Regions from separate parts of the Lactuca sativa genome. Here region 1 is linked to region 2. Evidence: chromatin contacts called from public Hi-C data. All regions are on one chromosome and are shown on one strand. Each heading gives the region's core, a stretch centred on a gene start, on an enhancer-like site or on the middle of the called end of the contact. The rest is flanking DNA. Distances are from core to core; before and after follow the strand shown. Region 1 holds the start of LOC111917845. Region 2 holds the start of LOC111885871.

The links. A called contact is a pair of places that touch in the nucleus more often than the background predicts.
Region 1: a contact with region 2 is called in a Hi-C map of leaf, with 8 times the contacts expected there. The contact joins the promoter of LOC111917845 here to the promoter of LOC111885871 in region 2. A contact is called at or near these places in 2 of 4 Hi-C or Micro-C datasets (both in leaf).

What each region holds. Positions count from the first base shown.
Region 1 is chr5:80,534,000-80,540,636 of Lsat_Salinas_v11, forward strand. LOC111917845 reads right to left here and starts at 2,896. Exons shown (of 3, transcript XM_023913483.3): 1 at 1,999-2,896; 2 at 947-1,014; 3 at 433-851. The coding sequence starts at 2,721. The coding sequence ends at 719. LOC111917844 (haloacid dehalogenase-like hydrolase domain-containing protein At4g39970) reads left to right here. Exons shown (of 10, transcript XM_023913482.3): 9 at 1-92; 10 at 193-356. The coding sequence ends at 238.
Region 2 is chr5:79,789,189-79,795,637 of Lsat_Salinas_v11, forward strand. It overlaps LOC111885871, which reads left to right and starts at 4,120. Exons shown (of 13, transcript XM_042902478.2): 1 at 4,120-4,373; 2 at 5,288-5,353; 3 at 5,449-5,497; 4 at 5,606-5,721; 5 at 5,838-5,939. The coding sequence starts at 4,242.

The DNA.
Region 1 (6,637 bases), core at 1,646-4,145, 740 kb after region 2:
GGAATGTCTTGTGTGATTACCTACACATCTTCAACTGCAAACCAAGACTTTACAGATGCAATAGCAAAATTCCCTGATTTGAGTGACGTAAGGTAATTTTATAAAAGAATAGATATTTTTATAAAGAAATTTATAATTATAATTTCTTTTAAGTCCGTTGAAATTAACTTGTTGCGTATGTTTATTATTCAGATTAAAAGACTTGGAGGAGTTGCTAGAAAATGTGGTTGCTGCCTAGAATTTCGAATTATGATACAAAATACACATTTCTGTTAATATTATCGGGATTTATTTGTAAAGAAAATGTATCAAGAATGTAGATATATATAAGTTTACAAACAAACCCTTTTTTAAAATTTCCTCTGTGGCATGTGCTTTAAAAAATGGGTATACATACAGTCTCAGCCTCACCAATCGGTCCCACAACCAACATGAAAAAGATAACCCACAATAAGAATTTTACATTATGATACAAAATACACATTTCTTTTAATATTATCGGGAATTATTTGTAAAGAAAATGTATCAAGAATGTAGATATATATAAGTTTACAAACAAACCCTTTTTTTAAATCTCCTCTATGCTCTAAAAATGGGTATACATACAGTCTCACAACCAACATGGGAAAGGTAAACAACAATGACATCTAACTGATGTCACCTGAGATTTCCTTATAAATTCTCATCTCCTTGCTGTGTAAGTGCAAACTTGAAGACACTACTGTGTGCTTTGTGCAATGGAAAGAGTGAAGAATGATTTCATGTTTTTGTAGAGTTCTTTTGGTTTCTCGGCATTGATTGCATGTCCAGCGTTCTTCAAGATTATCAAATCCGCGTTCTCGCCTAAATGTCTGAAGAAAACAAGAAATGAATACACACATGAGTTTTGGACTCATTATGAAAACAATTAAACTTGAAAGATGTTGAGGTTATGATTCATGCATACTGTTTTAGCCTGTGACCTAATTCGATTGGGAATATTTTATCGTGCTCTCCCCATATGATCATGGTAGGCTGCATCATAGATTCAAAAAAACAATAGACAATTAACGTTAATAATAACAATAATCCTTTCTAATAAATGAAAGTTTTTTTACCATTTTTTTTAAAGCTTTTGTCATATGTCATTATATGAGATTTTATAATTATTTAAATTCCACATGTAACTATATGGTATCTTTATTTTTTTTATTAATCAATAATCAATTCACTAATTAATGAGTCTACTGTTATATATGTAAACTATTATATATGTAAAATATTTATTCTATTTAAATGTTCATTAATTTACAAACGTATTTCAATTCAAATGGATGTTCTAATGATACAATTAATATCGTATATTTGATTATATATTTGAATTCAAAACATAGCTTTAATTTTTTTGACTTTTAATTTGAATTCTAACATTATTTATTCAAATTTTATAAATAAATATGTGTATAATACATCTCTATCTCTATCTCTACCAAATAAATATGTGTGTATAATACTAACAAATACATCTCTATCTCTACCTTAATAAATGAAATAAAACACCATCTTCAAAGAAATATTTGAAAATTTTGATTCATAACAACTATTTACAATATGTCAATAATCTTTTTTATCAGTATAGATTCAATAACTATTTATTTATCATTTCGTTTGTATTTATTTTAAAAATTAATTTAAAAAATATTTAATTTTTTTATTAGTATAAAAATGAACTTTTTGCACCATAACAAGGTAGGACAGCTATCTTCGTGCAAGGTACTACATTTCACGTGGAAATGACCAAAGAGTAGACCAAATTGCAATTTTTATGACATGGAGGGGTATTAATGTCAAATTGCAATTTTTATTCCACTCCAAAACTTCCAAAGGTTATAACAAGATAGACATTAAATAATAAATACCCTCGTTAATCTTGTTACTTAACCGTAAAAATAACTCAAAACTTGATATTTTTGTCCAATAAAAAGATTGAATACGTATGAGTTAAGAATATCAATGAACCTGAGTGATTTTGGGAAGATTAGACACTTTTCGACCTTTATATAACGCTTCAATCAATTCTTTACGTTCTTGAACATACTCTGTGTTCATGACATCAATAAAATCAGATAAAAAGCAAGAAGGCACATTCACCGGAGGTTTAAAGAACGCCACCTTCATCAACTCCCTCAACTTTTCCGGCGTCTGAGCCAACAAAATACTCGTAGCATCATCAATACTCTTCACACTAAGCAACCCTTTATCCATATCACTCTCCTCGACACAAACACCAGAACAAGCGATCACCACCTTCTGCACTTTCTCCGGGAACTTCGCCGCCATACTGTACCCCACAAACCCACCGTAGCTCAGCCCCATCACGTGAATCTTCCCAATAACACCAACGACTTCCATGGCTGCGACAAGACACTCCGCCTGAAAATGTTCAGTTCGTTCGGGTCGGGTCGTGTGAGATTCGCCGAAGAATAAAAGGTCCGGGATGTAGACGTTGAATTTGGAAACGAGTGGAGAGATGAAGTCGTTGTATTGCCACATTGCGTTGGCGCCAAAGCCATGGATGAGGAGGAGATTGGGTTTGTTGGGTTTTGGGGTTTTGGGGATCCAGAAGTGGATGACGGTGGCGCCGTCGTGGAGGGTGATGGTGGTTGATTTGAGACCGGTGCGGCTGAAGGAGTACCGGAAACACCGGTCTCGTGATGCTGTGAAGCTGAAACACTTTGCCATTTCTTTTTTGAGTTTAGAAATATAGAGATTAAATCGGAGGGGATGATCGGTTTAGCATTATTCCGATGACAGTTGACGGCGGGAGACGACAGACAGGGTTTTGTTAGGTATAAATGATGATTTGAAACAAGATTTTCGTTGATTGCGTAGTCATATTTGATTCCAGCCGTAAATGTTGTTGTCCTAGATTTTATTTTAGTGTAGAGTAAATTACAAAAGATTTCCATGTGAGTTTATCAAATTTGTAGATTTCGTCCTTACAAAATAATATTTTATTCGGCCGGTCCTTCAATTTGTTGTCTATTTTGTCTATAACGGTATGTGAATTAACTATTTTAATTTTTTCTTTTTTACTTTTCTTGTTATTTGGACAAAATAACATAAATTGTCATTATACTTATAGAAATCAGAAATTCAATCACTAATTTTTGTTAGTATGGTTTATTTTTGTTATTTCAGTCTTAACTTTTTTTTTTTACATGGTAGCTCCTTATAGTTTCAATTTCTAGCGTGAATAATCTTTTACCAAAATAAAAAGACTTGTATACTCTTAATGTTATTTTTTTATTTCATCTTTTAACTTGGGTGATTTAAAAAAAAATACCACCCTCTTCCATTTCTCTCTCACATTAAAGTCAGTCATCACCGTCGCCGCCACCACTTTTAATCGCCACCATTAACCTTAACATTATATCCTCTTCCTTGCCCCCTTTATTTTCTCCATCATCACCACGGTGGTGAAGACAAACACCACTAACTACCACTTTCGTCTTGATCCCCTACAACCAATACCACCAAGAGATTAACGCACATAGCGAGGCTTATTTAATCTGAATTTTATTTATTTTGATGATGAAAATATGGCGAATGTGTTAGGATTTTACAGATAATGGGGGCTAGGGTTTCATTATGGTTTTTCTTATCTAATGACAGGGTTGGGTTTAGACATGTGTCGCTTAGAGTTTCCCTTTCTCTATTAGGGGTTTAGTTCTCCATCCGAAACTAGCTAGTAATAGCAACCTACTTTCCAATTATGACTTTTACTCCTTGTTCTGATTAGTTATCCGATATAACATCAAATTACACACATACAAAGTTATATTACATATTAACAGAAAATAGGTATTACAACTACCACCTTTTGCTTACATCGAATCATCCTACATGCGAATCCATTGAACGTTTCAGCCTTAAACTCTCACAAAACTCAACCAATATGTTTTTTGTCCAAAAAGCTTAGTCAAAGTTAATCCGAACATCTAAATGGAACATACATTCAATCATAACCTACGAATCCTTGAGACCCATCCTTCATCGTTGTCAATGTCATTGGGAACAGGAAGTGATTATGGTCTTAACTCCTTATTTAGTCTTCCTTCATATGCACCAATCTCTTGATATCGCTTGTTTCTTTTCGTATTTTGATGTTGCTGGAAAAAGGATTGAAGTTTACCTTCTGTCTCTCCCTCTCATCTTGCATACATATCTTTTTCTCTCTACAACATCTCACAAAAGGCCACACATACTCAATCTCATGTTAACTCTTACTTATTACCGTTGTGTAGAAGTGAAATCATTATTGAGTACTACTTTTTTCCTTGTGAATCTGAAAGGTTGCAGGGTGTCGGGTTCTCTAGAGAAAATAAATAAATAAATAAAGGGAAGAGTTATTTAGGGGTAATAGGTGGGGTGGTCTAAGTAAATGCGGCATAAGGAAATCTTCAAAAGGGTTCTCGAGCCATGTCTCATCCGGCGACACCACTTGCAGTGCCATTTACAATCAAAACATCACATGTTGCTAACATTAACATGTCCCTGAGAATCATATGTTTGTTTTGGTATTGTCAAAAAGATTCAACAAAAGCGAAACATATGAACTAGTTCTCGAATAGTTACGTGCTACTTCGTTGGTAGAGGGAAACTGAATTTACTACAAAATCATAAATTTTACGTCTGACAACAACCCTTTTCAAAGCATATGATTTCGACGAAACCAACTCATCTCCAACTTAGCTCATTACTTTCATAATGAAGTTGCTTCCATAAAACCCTTACCATACTAAAATCAACGATGATTGTAAGGTGATTTAGTGGAGAAGGTGATGATGAACGAGATTATGGAAAGGTCAATGAAGAAGAACATGGGTGGAAGGGACGCCAGTAGGCTTTAATTGAGGGTGGGGATGTTTTTTCTTTTTGCATGTTAAAATTAGGTAAAAGAAAATATAAATTAAAAAGAAAGGGTATAACAATTATTTTATAAGGGAAAAGGACTAAACATATAAAAAATTGAAACAATAAGGAGCATCTGTGAAAAACGAAAAAAAGCTAGAGGCGAAAACCAAAATTCTCAGAAACATATGGACCATTTATGTAATTTTTTATTTATTCCTTGTTCTATTTTATAACTTGTGTGGCGTTTGATTTCTCTCAGCCAACCAATACAAAACTTTAACAAGGACGTGATGGTTCAAAAAAAGGACATACACAAGGTGGATAACAAGTTGGAATATATGTAGGTCAAAATGGGCGGATCGACATGACAATTTTATTGAATATTGTTATACATTTTTTAATAATGTTTTAAGGTTTTCAAGCAGACAAAATTGTAAAAATGATCTTTGTGGTTGATAAAATTTTATGATTTTTGTCCAAAAAGTTTGACGGTGCATAGTGGTTCAATTTTAGATATTTTTATTGTTTTTGATCACTACACACTTAAAAAGACGACTATACCCTTATAATTTATATTTTTCAATTTTTTAATTGCTGAAAATCAAAAATTAATTTAATTTATATTCTTTATTTATATTTTATTTGTCTTTTCTCTCTAAAAAAAACATGCACACACATACAAGAAATATATCACCCCTAATGGATGTCACCATCACCACCGTCTGCAACCACTAATAGTTATCACCGTCCGCCACCATCACCATTGACTGCCACCATTGACAGCTACCACCGTCCGCCACCATCATCACCGACTACCACCACCGTCCACTATAAATATCTAATCCCACCTTCACCCCATATTTATTTCCTCAGACCTCCATGAAATTTCCCTACCAGCACCACCCTTTTGATTGGAGTTGTCCCTACCTAAATACCGCCACCTCCATCTTTCAATAATTAGGGTTTTTAACCACCACCACCATCGCCATTGAAGATGACGCCATCGTCATTCACCACCATCGGGGTTCTCTACCACTATTCACCGACAACCACCTCCATCTCCCCCCACCCTTAACTTTTCTTCATTAACGAGATGATCCTTCACCACGGACCACCAAACCATCGTTCATCAGATTTTTCCAATTGCCCCTCTCTCTGTAACATCCGTTCCTTGAGGTATTATTTAAATAATGTAAACTAATATTAGCCTTGGAATAACACTTGGACTTGGACCTTTTTGGAGTGGACCTTAGAAAGTTGGGCCAAGAAGATGGGCCGCCCATAAGTCGTATGCCGGGCGTAACCTGGCATACGCGGGGCGTAATGTCCATTGGATTCGAGGGACCTGGGTGCGTACGCCCAGTGTACGCGGGCATATGCCAAACCCTAATTTTAGGGTTTAGGACCTATAAATACCCCATTATAGCCTCCCTTTTTGGCCTCCTCACCTGTCCATCACCCTTAGAGAAACCCTAATTCGTTCATAGTCCTTTCTTGTGTGTGTTTGACATTTTTGAGCTTATTTTGGTGAAGAAAGGTTTGGAAGAAGAAAGGAGAGGTTGGAGAAGAAGCACTTGAGTATCTTGAGCTCAAGGATTTGGAACAAGCTCATCATTTGGCATCAAAAGGAGGTATAAAGCTCATATCTTTCCTTCTAGAATCATAGACCTAGGGTTTTGAAGATTTGGACCTTTTTAGGTCCAAAGATTGGATCTTGGCCATGCAATTTCGTTTTTGAGCT
Region 2 (6,449 bases), core at 2,870-5,369:
GTGCATAACTCAAAGTAAGAAACACGATAAAGATCTTGATAAGATCATGAAAGTCAATCAAGAGGCTAAAGCTCGTGAAGAGCAAGTCACTTTGGCCACCCCTAAGACTCTCTTTCCTCCTTGGTAGATGGAAAGAATTTTAAATGAAGTTGTTGAAAACCCAAGTACTCATTGGCTAGAACCAACTATCTCATTTGAGCTGGAGAATACTTCGAAGTCTCAAATAGATTTACCAATCACTCCGAGGGCATTCTTGTTCAGGTGTTTTGAAAAGGTTAAGAAAGCACTGATTTCAGATTATGATGTCAATCACATGATTTTCTCCTTTTATCTCAAGTATGGTAAGCCTCAATATGAAACCTAAAGTTTAAAAAAGATTGTTGTTGTAAAAGTTTTTGGCCTAGTTGAAACTGAAAGCTTCATCAATGTTCGGTTCGAAGTGGTACGAGGAGTAGGAAATTTAGTTTTTGAGTTTTCTCTTGCAAACTTGCCTTGCTTAAATCTGTATGATTGGATTTCCTTGTTCTCTCTTTTATCCAAGGATGAACAAAAATATGAATCGGTTTTGGCTCATCTAAAGAGGATGTTAGTCTACTACATACAAGATTTTGGAAAAATGGATGTAGAGATAGCAACAGTTTTTAGGAAGAAGCCAGTTTCTGAAGTCCGAAACTGAACTGAAAGATCTTGACAAGATGAAGCTGGGAAGAGTAAGAAAAGATAATTGGAGTGTGGCATTTCAACAAAAGGAAGGAGAAAGAGTTCGCAAGTGTTCATTCTTTATGTTAGACAAACACTTGTACTCTACGAAGTGCTTGAACTACATCCTGGAGATAACCAAAGCATGTAAAGCGAATGAAGCCTTTGATAAGAAATACTTTTCAAATATGCTGAATTGGTACATTTTTGTTCGGAATACTTTGCTCGGAATGATGCCGAAGCTTTTTAAAGTTGAAAAATGTCAACAACACTGAAGAATCTGCCTTCCTTAATTGACACAAAAGGGGAGATTTTTGGGGTAAATAATGTCGTGTCAATTATTTTTGTACTAGAATAGTCCATTTTGTAATGGGTTGGGTCTGCCCACCCATATTTTAATGATATTAGGGTTAGACTATTAATAGTGCATCCATGCACCGTTTTAGGGTTAATGACTTTGTGTTGCCCTACATAGTCTTTACAGAGAAGTTCTTGTTGAACTATTCTAAGGCCATTGAGTCTAATCATTCAGCACAATTTTGATCTTAACTGTTCTTATTGTTTTGTCGATTGTACTTGTTAGAATCTATCGATTTATTAGTTATTGTTTCAACAAAATGTTCCAACTTGCATGCATAAGGCAACAAATGGTGTTGATTGAGGTTCACGGTATTAAAAGTGGTGGGAGTTGAGGATTCCTAGGAGAGCCTAGGATATGTATGTTGTCTAGCATAGGATTGGTATATAGTCCTAGTGTGGTGACTTAGAAGAGTCAGGACGGTTCTTGAGGAAGGTATAAATTGGTGTGGAACGTATTATTGGGCCTATATTACTGGAAGCACATGATCTGTACTTGAGACAAGAATAGACCTGGACAATCTAAGGAGACCTATATAATTAGAATTCCCTCGAGTCTTATGCTGATTGTTTCTATGATGTGTTTCAGTTTGAGGATGGTGATGATTACTCAAGGAGGAGGTTTAGGTTCAAGTTCTGATTCAGTTTCTGGCTCTGACTCGGGCACATAAATGAATGATGAGAGGCTGCGTGAGCTTATTGCGGCTGAGGTTACTCGTGGCATTTTGAATGGTACCCCTATGATGTTTGGTACGATCAAGGAGGGGATTATGGAGCTCATAGATGAGCGAATCAGAGCCTTCCAAGTCGAGATTGTTGCAGGTCAGATTAAGGCGCAGACTCCTTTATTTCGGGAGTTCAAAGCTTGTGGAGCTCTTGAGTTCTTTGGGGCTAAGGACCCCATCGCTAGCCGACGTTCGACCGCTGACATGGAGATTGCTCAACGAACGAGCTTTTGCCTTGAGGGGGCAAAGGTAGGGTTTGCATCATGCTTATTGAGGGATCGAGCACGCGACTGGTGGGATGAGGTTGGTAGAGCTGTGGCGACTATGGTTGTAGCAGTCATGTCTTGGGAGGAGTTCGTTACGAGATTTCAGAGAGAATTTGCACCCCGCGATTGAGGTACAACAGTTGGTGATGTGTCACACCCCCTGCCTAGCCTTTGGCGGAAACACTGAGTAGGGGCGGACATAAAGGGTTCTCGCGGTGGCATGGACAATTACCTTCATCTTATAAGGGTAAAAAAAATAAAATTTTATTTTTATGTTAGGATGCAACTACTAAAAAAATTATGTGTAACTACTATAGTCTCTAGGTCGAAGTTATTTTTGGGGCGCTACCACCGCTAAACATTTTTGTGTCCTCCTTTTAGTGTTGAAAATTAAAAGTATTTCTATAAAATAGCAACAAGTGTATTTTAGACATTTTAGAGTTTATTATATTTTAATGATTTTAAATTACAGAAAATAATTATTAAAATATTTAAAAATATATATAAAAAAAACATGATTTTGAAAGTGTTATATATATATATATATATATATATATATATATATATATTTCAAATTACAATTTTTAAATATGAAAATTTGATCTTATCCAAAAAAATATCTTTAGAAAAAAGGTTAATGTCATGAAACCCCAAAGTTTTCAGGTTTTTGTCGATTTTGCCAAAGATATGTCAGTGAACTGACTGTGTTTATATGTAAGGCTTTATTATAACAATTTATCAAGAAGGAAATAGGGTGGGCAGGAATCGAACCTGCCACCTTCAGCTGACAAATGTATAAGTTTACCACCGGGCTAAAATGAATATTGAGCGTATCATTTAAACAAATAAATATAATTTTATCACTAAAACAATTTAAATAGATATTGATTTTCATTTTCATTTTCATTTTGATTATTTTGATTATTATTATTATTATTATTATTATTATTATTATTATTATTATTATTATTATTTTGTATTTTCAATATAAATCGGTATTTTTGTATTAGGAGTCTCATTTTTCTTTATCATATTTTCAATATAAAAAGTTAAATACATACATTTTGTATTTTCAATATAAATACCTATATTAAAAAAAAGTATAAATATTGTATGTAGGCCTTTTGAAATGTACTTTTATAATGAAAAAACTTATTTATGGAGTACAAATTTATTGATTTATATATAATAAGCATACAAATATTTAAATACATACAGATACCTTTTATGATTTTGAAAGTATAAAAGATATAGATAAATATCTTTTAAAATTTAAAAAATATAAAAATATCTACTTGATGTGAATTTTAAAAGATATTTATACTATTAAAACGTAATTTGATGTGAATTTTAAAAGATATTTATACTTTTAAAACGTAATTTGTTTGTGTATACACTTAAAAAATATTTTACAATTAAATATATAAATATGTTATTGAATCTACAAAATTCTCTTTCAAATATATAAATATGTTTTTAGTTGTAAACTGTTTTTAAGTGTACAAATATGCTATTAAATATATAAATACATTCACAAGCATATTTCTATTTTAAAAATACAAAAAATACATATTTTTATTAATAACACGAAAAAAAATCCATATTTATTAAAAATACAAAAAATATTTATGTTGGTAATAAAAAATAAATATTTATACTGAAAATAGAAAGAAATACGTATTCAATACATGAATAATATAGAGTTATTCAAAAGAAAAAAAAATTAAGCTATCTAATTAGATTATATATTAAAAGCAAGGAGATATTCATAAATTCGTATGTTAACTTAGTGGAAACACATTGGGTTTTAACTTCTGGTTTGAATCCCGACTTTCCTATTTCCTTTCCGAAATGATTAATTTTTTCGGTTAAAAAGAGGACGCCGATGTGGGCATCCACGTCAGCTAATCACGCCCAGTCAGCACACATGTGGCCTAGGATGACCGGTAATAAAGGAAAATTCGAAAAAAAATTATAAGTTTGAGCCATAAACGAAAATAAAATCTAACTCTTGGTAAAACAAACAAAAAATATGAAACTGGAGGGTTTTTATAGTAATAAAGCTAAATTTGTGCGGATCGAGGGCCTTTCTCAAAACCCTGCGACTGGGTGCATAACTCTACTACAGGGCAACGGGGTTTATACGTGAGAGTTCATTGAGTTCTTGAAATAAGCAAAACCAAAACGCTACCAGATGGAGCAATTAAAGGAGCTTGAACAAGTGCAAAATATAATGTTGATGATTCAATCAACTGGCGCAATTGATTCTTCCAACAACACAAATGCTGATTCGAATCGTTTCCTTGCTAATTTCATCCTCTTCATGGTACTTCTTTCTCCCTTTTTCAATTTCGCTTCCTCAACTTTGAAGCACTATATGCTAACTGTAATTGAAATTTCAAGTTACAATGGATTCGGTACTTGAAACTTTCGGATACATGACTTTTATCATGTTGTTGTCGATTATGTTAGAAAATTCTAGGAAATGAATCAAATTCGGTAATAACCTGTTTTGTTTTTCGTTTAATTTATTATTCATGATGTTTTAGAATTTCTTGACCTTGCCTTTGATGAAGCTCACGAGATATTTGGAAGTAAGATCAAATATGAGTTTGTTATAGTGATTGAACTAATTGTAATGACAAAAGACGAAGCATCTCTGATTATTGCATGTTCCTTAGCAAGTGTTTTGTTTAGTGGCTGTTATAGAAACAAGGTATTCCTTGTTCATATCCGATGGCTTAATATTGAGGCAAGCAGTGAGTTAGTGACATAGATTGATTGAATTGCCTTTATAAATACCTCAAAAGTATCGCTTTAATGGATGAGGGGTTAAAGTCTATGTGTGATTGAATAAAAAAGAAGATGTTTTATAGAATGGTTCCCCTTTTCAGGATCCCACATCAGCTCCAAGATGTTGATCTCTTACTAGAAAAGTTAATGCTTGAGCTTGAGATTGAGATTCCTTATTTCAATCCAACAACACATGAATAGTTTCTTGATCTGGATTAATGAGTAGAAGATTTTGAAGGAGGAATATATGAGGGGAATGACCTATAGAATCAATATGATTAATGGATTATAACATGTTAATTAAGAAAATCTTATATCCTATTATTAAATTATCAAAGACCTCTTTCTTTCCCAATATTAGACATCATGAGTTTCAATGATTTTGAACCAATTAAAAACATATTCTTAATTCTAATCTCTTATTTGTTTATGAATGTGATATTGAAGATGCAACCATGTGGTGAACTAGATATGAATCAAAAGTGCAAATTGATCTCTAACCATTTTCCAAAGGTCTGTATATATATATATATTCTATATTTCTTCCAAATCCAATTTAGTATATTCTGGATAATGCAATAAACATACTTATGATATTTGATCTACAGATTTCTTCTGCATTTAATAAGGAATCATCACCCCAGCTTTGTGACAAAGGTCTCTTTTTTTAGTACAAATATTCTTTATAGCTGTTATCTTTACTATTTATTGAGAATTTAAGATAACAAAGTAACAAATTGGTGGTTTTTCTTTTTATTTTTCCAGGAAATATTGTCACTGAAGCTTCTCTATCACATCATTGTGATGATGACATGAGTGTTGGATTATTACAAACAGATTGTGCTGATGTGGCAATGGTTACACTTGATTCAATGCAAAGGGCAAATTCTACTTTACAAGATTTTGTAAAAAAAAAAAACATCACATGCTTTGAATTTACTTTGCTTACATCAACAACTGTAGTATAATAAATTAATAATCTGTTGTATATAAACAGTGCAGATCTTACTTCATGTTTCATGAAATGGATGCTAATAATGCAGAATCAATATTCAAATACTTACCACTGCTTTCATTTACAGAAAGTTACATCTATCAGGTACCCTATCATTAAAGAATGAATTTAAATTACTATAATATTTCTGGAAATCCTCCATTTTATTATAATGGTATAATGACATTGTAAAAATTAGATCAGATGTATGATATTGATAAAATTCACCAGTGATATTACAGTAAATTACATTTTTAGTCCAATTTTTGATTCAAAACACAACTCTTTTTGCCTTTTTTGTCCCTATCATACTATTTTTAACTCTTTTGGTTTCTCAATAAACAGAGTCTTTCTCAGGGACCAAAAGGGTAAAAATAATAGTACCTTAAGGACCAAAAATGAATCATTTTGTCATGTGAAGAGGTTCTTGTACAATATATGCTAAAATGTTAATTACTTTTGGTGTAAATTACTTTTCTTGTCCCATTTCTATAGTTATTTTTTGAATTTCATCAAAAAAGAATTATTTTTTTACTTTTTGGTCCCTACTGTATTACTTTTAACACTTCTGGTCCCTCAGTTATGGAATAATATCTCTCAGGGACCAAAAGGGTA